Linked DNA regions of Danio rerio: region 1 is linked to region 2. Evidence: chromatin contacts called from public Micro-C data. All regions are on one chromosome and are shown on one strand. Each heading gives the region's core, a stretch centred on a gene start, on an enhancer-like site or on the middle of the called end of the contact. The rest is flanking DNA. Distances are from core to core; before and after follow the strand shown. Region 1 holds the start of znf408 (zinc finger protein 408). Region 2 holds the start of ndufs3 (NADH:ubiquinone oxidoreductase core subunit S3).

Region 1 (4,995 bases), core at 2,112-4,611, 160 kb before region 2:
TCTTTGAAGAAGATCTGATAGAAGAAGAAAAAAAAAATCACATTTTCAAATGAACTACTTTATATCAGTGGTGTCAAACTCAATTCCTGGAGGGCCTGCATAGTTTAGCTCCAACCTATGTAGACCAGCTTAATAGTCTCTAGTTGCTTTGAACACCTTGATTAGTTGGATCAGATGTGTTTGATTAGGTTTGAAGCAAAACTGTGCAGAGCTGCGGCCCTCCAGGAATCCAGTTTGAGACCCATGCCTTATATAAGTATGTATGTGATGTAGACTTTATTTTTAGTATTGATTGTGTTCAGCACTTTGGGCAATGTTGTGTTGTAAAAATGTGCTATATAAATAAACTAAATAACTAACTAACTATAATGGACCATTTAAGGCACCAACACACTTCAACATTTTACTGAAAGAACAAACTGACACGGTTTCGGCATTAAAATCAGGACAGCACAAGTTTGATTGGTGTTTGTTTCTGAAATTTGGTAAAATAGCTTGGTAAACACTTTCAAACTATTATTGGTGTTATAAATTCTGCAAAAATCCACACCACTATGATCAGATGCTTTCTCAATAGCCATTTTCTTATTGCTGTAATATTAGCTGTGTCTTAATTATGTTATTGGAGAGGAATAGCATACATTTACATATTTATCTAAACGCTGCTCTCAAGATGAAGTCCAGCAATAACAAGTGTGCTAGCAGTATGCTAAACACTGCAGGCACTATATCTGGCCCTTTAAACAGATATAATGAATATTGTGTATAAACTCACATGGAGAGCCTGAGAAGTGATCTGAAGTGTTGGCCTCCAGAGCTTCATCTTGTTCTCTGTTTTCACATGTTTCTACTTGAGGCGTTTCTTCTTCAGTCACAGCTTCTGGATGACTTTCCCAAAGGAGCAGTTCTGTTCCTGGCTGAATATCCCTACAGACCTTAAGGCCTAGTCTTCCATCCACTTTAAGTACACTGACATTGCTCTCTTCTGCACTCTGAGCACTGCAGGCAAACCTGTGAAAGCAGTTCTACAATGTCATGATGATATCCAGTAATGTAATAAATATACTAATTAATGAATTTTAGATCAACTTACTGCATCCAGCACACTTCATCAGAGATTTCTCTTTTGTACACACTCTGGCTTGCGTTTTGCAACCCCTGAAAAATAACAACACATGTTTTACTTATTACTTGAGGACAATTTACCCATCATCACGGTTAAAAATAGCAATTACTGACACTGTACAACCCAAAAAATTAAGGTAACTCAAACCATTTGAGGAAACCGATTGCAACAAACCATTTTAGTTCAAAAACTAATGCTAAAGAGTACTGTGAACTTAATTCATTTGAGTAAATAAAGCAATTTGAGCACAATAAAACCCAATAAATGAAGAAAACTCAAACCAACTCAGTACTGTAAAACTCAACAAGTTAAGGCAACTCAAACCGTTTGAGGAACCCGATAACTACAAACCATTTGAGTTAAAGAACTAATCTATATGAGTACTGTGGAGTTACTCCATTTAAGTTGAAGTAATGAGGTATTTAATTAACTGATTACCTTCAACACTGAGTTCAAAACTCTTTTCAAATGAGTAGAATTAACTGTCAGTACATGTTGACATGACTACACTCATTTCATTTGATAAAGTTGACTGTTGAGTTTTACAGTGTAGTTAAAACTGCTCTTATGGTGCCACTTGAACATAGTACTGTTTATAATACAATATACCTGCAGGTGAGAAGGAACTGTTATATTAATTGCTATTGTCTTGATGCATGCAAATATGGTGCAGGATATAATCTGAAACACACTTGTATTGATCATACCTCCTCTTTTTCTTTGCTGATTGTTTCTCCAGGCTCCTCCAGACCAAGCAGAGTGTCCTTCTTTAGCACTCGCCCAACACACCACAGACCCAGCTGTTCATCTTCAGCCAGAGATGGACCCACGGTGAGCCCTAGTGGTACTGACCTCAGGGCACTGTGGATGGAGTCTCTCTTGTTCCCAGAGCCTTCATTTCTCCCAGTGACTGTAGACACTAAATAAAACACACCACAGTGTGACAAAGTGGAATACTTTAATTGTCATGAGCTTATTTCATGGTAAAACGACAAGTGAACCACACTTAACAACAAACACTTCTTATTTTTGATCAATTAATATTATTTGGTTGTATAACAGTCATCTTTTCAGAAGTTTATTTCCCTCTATTTCTTTTTTCCAGAATGTCAGAGGATCAAAGGAGGCCGTTACATGTATTATGATCATTCAGTGGTCCACAAAAGAGTTGCCTCTATCCTGAAAGACCCCACGCACCCACAACACAGAATATTCACACTCCTAGCCTCAGGGAGGAGGTATAGGAGTGCGAGATGCAGGACTGCCAAACTCAAGAACTCTTTTTTCCCATCAGCTATCAGACTTTTAAACGGATAACCAGTGGACATAAACAGTTTCATTTTCTGCTCAGTAGCACACTATATTCTCCATCCCAGTTTGCACTATTTATGCATACAATTGCACTCAATCTGCTCCGGCCATCATACTGTTGTTTGCACATAAGCCAATTGCACCAGGCATTTTTTTGCATAATAAACACAATTTTAAGAAATACTATACATTGTTTACATCTGTTTACTACTTCAGAATCAGTGGTATATATTATTTACACTTAGATATTTGTATATATACATTTCATAGTTATACTTCTGTCACTTCTGTGTATATACTGTATGTCGTGTATGTTGTGTGTATGACTTCACTGTGGACGGCAAAGTAAGAATTTCATTGTACAGGGAAACGTGTTTCCTTACTGTGCACATGACAACAAACAAACTGAATTAAATTGAACTAATATTATATTGCGGTTATTGTTTTTATAATGAATTGCATTCAGTCAGATGAATGTTCCCAATACAAACTAATGCATTTATATAACCTTTTAAATGCACACACTTCATTTGTGTAAGCTGCTGTATGATTTTGTTTTACTTTTGTGTTATTATCCTGTGAACAGCTTTATTTAATACTACATGCAGTTCGTAAACTACACAACTATGAGAGAAAAATGAGCTAGCTTATTACAAATAATAAAAGTATTCAATAATGACTATAAATGATAACATTAGCGTGCATTTCACATGTTTCATTAATGAATTAAAGCATTGCGTAATTCACAACGTCCTAAAGATCTCTAGCAAATATTCTATTGCTGTATACCTAGAGATACAGACTGTGCTAAGAACACAGAGCATACATCTCGCTGGTAGATAAGTAATGGTATTTTCTAATATGAGCATGAGAAAAGAACTTCAACTAACTCAGGGCTATATTTCCTCTGCACGTTGGCCACTCGAGGGTCTTGTTTATTCATCCAAAACTCCGGGAAAATTATCGTTTTCCAGCCATGGGCGAATCAACCGGAAGTCAGGTAGAGGACTGTTACAGAGAAACGCTTCCCTCTAGAAACGGTCATATACAGCCGCACTCTATCCAAAACAGCTGGAAGTATGTTCTTGTTGTCGTTTTGAACTTATTTAATAATAATAATAATAATAATAATAATAATAATAATAATAATAATAATAATAATAATAATAATAATAAATATATTTATGACTATATTACACACGCATTTGACTTGTTGGCAAATTGTCGTACACGTTTGGCCCTTCTTTTTAATTTAATTACTGAATCTGAAAAATCGACGCAAGAGCATTAGAATATTCTTTTAATGGATAGCTGACTTTCTTTAAGGTACAACTTATAGATTAAACCTATTATAGAATTGCATGTATTTAGTGTCGTGAGATTTTAATCTGGTTTCCTGTGTGGTGATATGTGTGTATCGTTTTTTCCCACTGGTTTCTATATTTTCTAAGATATATTTCTAAAGTTAGCTCAAAAATTTTGATTTAACCTTCAGACAATATTTCAGAGACTACAAAAAGCCTAAAGGCAAATTGTTGAAGCACAAGGTGGCGCTAGAGACACATCTCTATTCACATAGACGAGGAGCAACAAGGACAAGGTCACCAGGTACAAACAAAGCAAAGTTTTAACGTTATTAGATGATTTCAGATGAAGAAAGAGGACATTTTAAATTATAAAACGCTTTCCACCTGTATTAGAAGTGTTCTCATAGAGTGGCTATTAAATGTGTTTATGATATGGCAAGCCGTTTTGACATTTAACATATCGTATCTGTTTTCATGTTAGTAGTACTTATTTTTTTAAATATTACTATCTTTTTTATTAAGTACTAGTAATTATTCATTAGACAAGAGTGCTTATTTGTTTCATACAAGTGTCTATATTTTTAGATACTAGTGCAGTAGGGGTTCAATCTTCAACTTTATAAAAATATACTAGTGCTCATCAGACACTAGTTCTTTTATTAGATACCAGTATTCATCCATTAGATATTAGTACCTATTAAATAGATACTAGTACTTATGTATTAGGTACTACTACTCATTAATTAGGTACTAGAACTGATTAAGTATTTCATTCATTCATTTTCTTTTTGGCTTAGTCCCTTTAATAATCTGGGGTCGCCACAGCGAAATGAACCGTCAACTTATTCAGCATATATTTTACAAAGTGAATGCCCTTCCAGCTGAAACCCATCTCTGGGAAACATCCATACAGACTCATTCACACTAATACACTACGGACAATTTAGCCTACCCAATTCGCCTATACCACATGTCTTTGGCCTTGTGATGAAAACTGTAGCACTCGAAGGAACCCACGTGAAGGCAGGGAGAACATGCAAAATCCACACAGAAACACCAACTGACCCAGCCGAGACTCGAACCAGCGACCTTCTTTCTGTAAAGGGATCTCCTATTTCCTATTTATTAGATACTAGTGCTTATTTTAATAGTGACTAACTATTCTGTTGTTACTAGTAATAAATGAAAACAATTCCATTAATTTCTATAGGATCTGTCATTGAGAAATCTACTATTCAGTTTTGACGATAT
Region 2 (5,104 bases), core at 1,850-4,349:
CCGAATTAAACAAGAATGCCTCTATAAAAAACTAGAAGAAAAACAGACATCACATCAAGCAAAGATGCATGAACTCAGGGGCTCCACTGCATTTTGTCTGCAACCTGTGTTGAAGCATGTTAATACATATTTTTTCATTGTACATAATCAAACCTGCTTATAAAACCTCATTACACTGAGACACATACCTCTCTCTCATACCAGTTAGACGCCTGGAACACAGGCACAGAGGAGTCAAGAGGAGTCAGCTCATCCGTGTAGGTCTTTACTCGGATACGAGAGTTATAATGCAAGGACAGCAGATTGTACACAATCTGAAAAGGAAAAAAATGATTATCAGTCCATTGCAGATCAGGTTTAAACATGTTCTGTTAAATGGATATGCATTTCTCTTTTCCCAATCCAGACTGCCAAGGTACGCATATTTTGCGTATTAACTTGAATTAATATACATCGTTAAAGAATCTAAATCTTAAAATTAGGACATGATTTCAAAGGCACCAGCTTTTTGGGTTTTCAATTAGAAAGTTTGTGCTTCGATTTAAATGTTTATTTATTAACTGTTGTGAACTTCTAAGACGAGCCCAATAAACCAGGGAGAACTTTCAAAATCTTTAAAGCAGCATCCTTTTAATAGGAACTCAGCCTCGCTGTGGCGTCATCGAAAGAAAACTCTCTACTGCACAGCAAGTTTTTATACATTTTACAGACAATGATTCATTTAGGTGGGGACAGATGCAAATGAAGTGTTGTTGTCGGCAGGGTAATATGCCTGATGTCATCAGCATGTAAGTCTGCAGAGTGAATGACAACATATTAGAAACCTGCCCAGCTACTGACCACATAAAAGGTTTTATTTGGACCTGAAAGTTTCACCCAAAAACAAAGGCAGAAGACAGTGTGCAAAATGATGTTCTGGAGACAGAAACTTCTGACCAGTTGACAGAAAAGAGAAAACAAGTTTGCATTACTTTGTAATATAAATTAATATTCCCACATAACCAACATAAAACATGCTTAAAAATGCATCATAAAATTATTATTTAGTGTTCTTGTTTGCATTCAAATAAGATGCAAGTATGGAATATACATAGCATATGTCATATTAATACTAACAAATAACATTTTAATATTATTATTTTAACATTTGAGGACAATTTAGCGGAAATAATGAAACAAAATATAAATCAATGTTTTACTCAACAAATGTGCCTCTTAAATGGCAAAACCAGTACAAGCTAGAGCTGAACAATATATCATTTGAGTATCGATATCGCAAAATGTATATCTACAATATTCACATTGCAAAATTAAATTGTTTAATAAAGATTGCGCAGTGGATAGCACAATCGCCTCACAGCAAGAAGGTTGCTGGTTCGAGTTGTCAGTCAGTTGGCATTTCTGTGAGGAGTTTGCATGTTTCCCGTGTTCGCGTGGCTTTTTTCCGGGTGCTCCGGTTTCCCCCACAAGTCCAAAGAAATAAGGTATAGGTGAATTGGGTAAGCTAAAATTGTCCATAGTGTATGTGTTTGAATGAGAGTGTATAGGTGTTTCCCAGTGATTGGTTGCAGCTGGAAGAGCATTTGCTGCATAAAGCATATGCTTGATAAGTTGGTGGTTCATTCTGTTGTGGAGACCCCAGATTAATAAAGGGACTAAGTCGAAAAGAAAATTAATGAATGCTATTATTACACTTTATTTTATATTGTTGAATACAATTACTACACAATGATGAGCATGTTATTTTACATTTGATTGCATTTAAATTTCTGCATTGGAATACTGCAAGTCTAAAACCCATAAAGCACTGTTTTTTTACCTTTTATTTTTGCTAAGTTAGCTTTTAAAAATACTTGATCACCCCTTTCAACCTCTATTCTTTACCAATAGAGCCATTTAAATCATCTAGTGAATTTATATTCATTCATTCATTCATTTTCTTGTCGGCTTAGTCCCTTTATATTCATATCACAACAAAATAAACTATCGCGATGTCAGATTTGTCCAATACTGTGCAGCCCCAGTACTAACCAATAATAACTTTGAAGTGGCCTCCTAAAATTCTATTTACAAACAACACCAAATCAACATGCAAATAAAACCTAATATATATTGACACTTCTCGGTTCAGACTGAGCAAGTTTACCTCAAAGCGGTTCTGCTTTGAAGGGATGTCCACAGCTGTCAGATCAGCCAGATTGCGGAACTGAGCATTTGTGTGATCCTTCAAGAAGGTGAGAACAGGAATAATACCTTCTGGGTGGACCATGATCTCCAGCTCATTAAAGCAGGTCACCTAGAATTAAAACAGGCTCTAAATGAGAGAACAGTTTTCGCTCAACCACAACATCTGCTAAGTAAATCAGGGGCGTTACTGACCTGAACTTGCTGCACATATTTGGGGAGAATCTCTGCGACGTATTCTCCAAACTCTGAAAGCTGGGAGTGGGTGACTGGATCCTTGGGCCTTACAGTAGCTAAAGCAAAAAAGACATTTAACGTTAATCATGACAAAGCAGTGACAGCTCCGTGAACAATGACAGATCTCCACAAATCTACTCACGCCTGCTCTCAGTTGTTGTTGATCTCGTCTGGACAATCGCAGCGCTCTGTCTGGCAACTATGTGAGAGATTAGAAGAAATTAATGGATTGCATAAACAGTTACAGTGTCAAATTCAGATTAATTCCCGAATAATCCCAATCAATAACGTTAGCTTGTGTCCGGTCAAATTGAAAACGAATAATGACACTGCTGCATTTACAAAGCAACAATAAATGGCAGCAGAATTGTCTAATTCCGAATAGAAGACGCTTTGTTGTGATTAAAGCATGTTATTATAGTATATGTGTCGACAGTGTTAGTACTGTTCAGTGTGTTTGTAATGTCTGCTAGCAGCAAAAGGAAAGGTCATCCGCGAAGACATGTCTGAACCACTGGAGAGTGGACTGTGCGTCATGCATGGTGACAATAACTGTGAAATAAGTTATAATTCATATTGAACTGGTCAGCACTGCCCATTTTGTTTCTTACCGTTTAAGCTTCTGCCAAATCCGCTGCGGACAAATCTGACCAAGGAGGCCGCCATCTTTACACCCACACCGCGTCCTTCCTCGCGAGACTTTTCCTGCTGTTGTTGACTGACACTGGTATTTTGCAGTGATCTGCTGCCATCTTCTGGCGATAAATTCGCCTTTTTATTATTAATACAAATTTGTGATTAATTCCTTTAATTTGTCTATGCTAGACGTTACAAAAAAATATTTTGTAGTTCATTAGTTTTTTTCTCAGGCCTATCTGTTTTTCTTTCTCCTCTGGTTTATCAGAATGTGTTTTAACTGTTCATATTGTTTATGATGTATGTTTTATTTTTGTCGTTCTTTGTTACTGTTCTAGTCTTGATAATCATTATCAATTAAATACAAAAATATATATTCTTTATATTTTGAGGCCATTAGCTTGCTCAGGACCTGCTCAATTAAGTGTATTTAAAACACAAATACCATTAGCCTACATCTGAGTATTTTTGACAGACTTTATTTTGTGATTAAAGTACTAGTTAGTTGTTCAGATGTGCCATTTTATTCTCAAATAATATAAGAAGTATTCCGTATTGAGACAATGATCCAAAACAAACACTAAAAACTAATGTGGGTCATAAAAATAAAGTTTTGCTATGCCTATCCCTTTTCCCAGAGATGGGTTGCGGCTGGAAGGGCATCCGCTGCGTAAAAACTTGTTGGATAGGTTTGTGGTTCATTCCGCTGTGGCGACCCCGGATCAATAAAGGGACTAAGCCGACAAGAAAATGAATGAATGAATGAATAAATGAATATGCCTATCCCAGTCTGCAGACTGAAACCTTATAGAAAATTATGTAAAAAATTAAATGATCAACATAGACCAGAAAATATAAAGGATGGACAATCTTTTGTAATGACACCAGGCCCCATCACAGTTTTATAAGATAAATATTCTCATCATATTAAAGCAATTCCAGCATTATAGATGTGACACTTGCAATAAAAATTCAAAACATTTAAAAAGCATGTTAACATTATATTGAAACATCCGTTTATATTTTCTAAAACAACTAATACCAGAATTATGGTATCAGAAAAATATAAATCTGTAAAAAAATATATACTTTAAATGAGGAAAATAAACATGCGTTATGGATGTGACCACAATAAGTCTGTGAGTTTACAGTACACAACATACTTTGTTGAAATTCAGTTAATTAAACTGCACAATTCAAAAGAAATACTGCTAATCAGAAGGATAAGAGTTGCCTCACTATAGTACAAACATGATTAATATTATTTTATTGAACATTTTTTGCATTAATGAGGAAAAAGCTTGGCTATGGATGTGACATCTCTCCGTTATGGATGTGAAATTGCCACTTGTATAACTTTGGTCGAACAAATATAATTGGTTGAAAACATTTTTGAGTATTTTTCAAGTACTGTAAAATACTTGCTTGTACAAAAAAGGCAGAAACTTTCTTTTTTTCATGGAAAAGTTGACATTTGCATGGAATTGCTCATTTACCAAAGGTGGCGATGTTCCTTGTTGCATTGGAAATGCAGTACAGGAGTCTCTGATTTGACAAACAAGAAAGATTCTGGTCATTTTTTAAATGATTAAATAAGGTCATGCTTATATTAATAATAACCACATTCACTGTTAGTGTATGGACATAAAGGGCATTTCATTTTCCCATGTATCATTTAGCTTTGTAAAATAATTTGATTTCCTCAGCAGTCCTGCACTTTTGGCACACTGCATTTCTGCAAAACAGATTTATGGCAATAATAAACATTAAATGCAAAAAGGCTATATGAACAGCTCAACAGTTAATGAAGAAAGCTCAGCAGCATCTGTATTTCCTGAGGAGACTGAAAGCTTGGCATGCCACCAAGGATCCACAGCTTCTTCTACAGCTGCATTGTTGAGTCTATTCTGACCAACTGCGTCACTACATACAGCAGCTCTACTGCTATGGACCGCAAACACCTGCAGAGAGTGGTAAAGACTGCATTCTATGGTCATCATCAGGACTCCTTGGCCCTCTCTGTAAAGCATCTGCCATGACAGATTCC

The links. Hi-C and Micro-C count contacts between places; a contact is called where the count stands out from the background.
Region 1: a Micro-C map of caudal fin shows a contact between it and region 2, with 2.9 times the contacts expected there. The contact joins the promoter of znf408 here to the promoter of ndufs3 in region 2. A contact is called at or near these places in 4 of 18 Hi-C or Micro-C datasets (caudal fin and embryo) and 1 of 4 datasets of contacts at active chromatin or transcription factors (embryo).

The regions. Positions count from the first base shown.
Region 1 is chr7:38,959,218-38,964,212 of GRCz12tu, reverse strand. znf408 (zinc finger protein 408) reads right to left here and starts at 3,361. Exons shown (of 5, transcript NM_001328275.1): 1 at 3,328-3,361; 2 at 1,834-2,045; 3 at 1,094-1,158; 4 at 776-1,011; 5 at 1-14. The coding sequence starts at 3,328.
Region 2 is chr7:38,802,699-38,807,802 of GRCz12tu, reverse strand. It overlaps ndufs3 (NADH:ubiquinone oxidoreductase core subunit S3), which reads right to left and starts at 3,099. Exons shown (of 7, transcript NM_001017755.1): 1 at 3,033-3,099; 2 at 2,564-2,620; 3 at 2,380-2,477; 4 at 2,147-2,296; 5 at 189-314. The coding sequence starts at 3,087.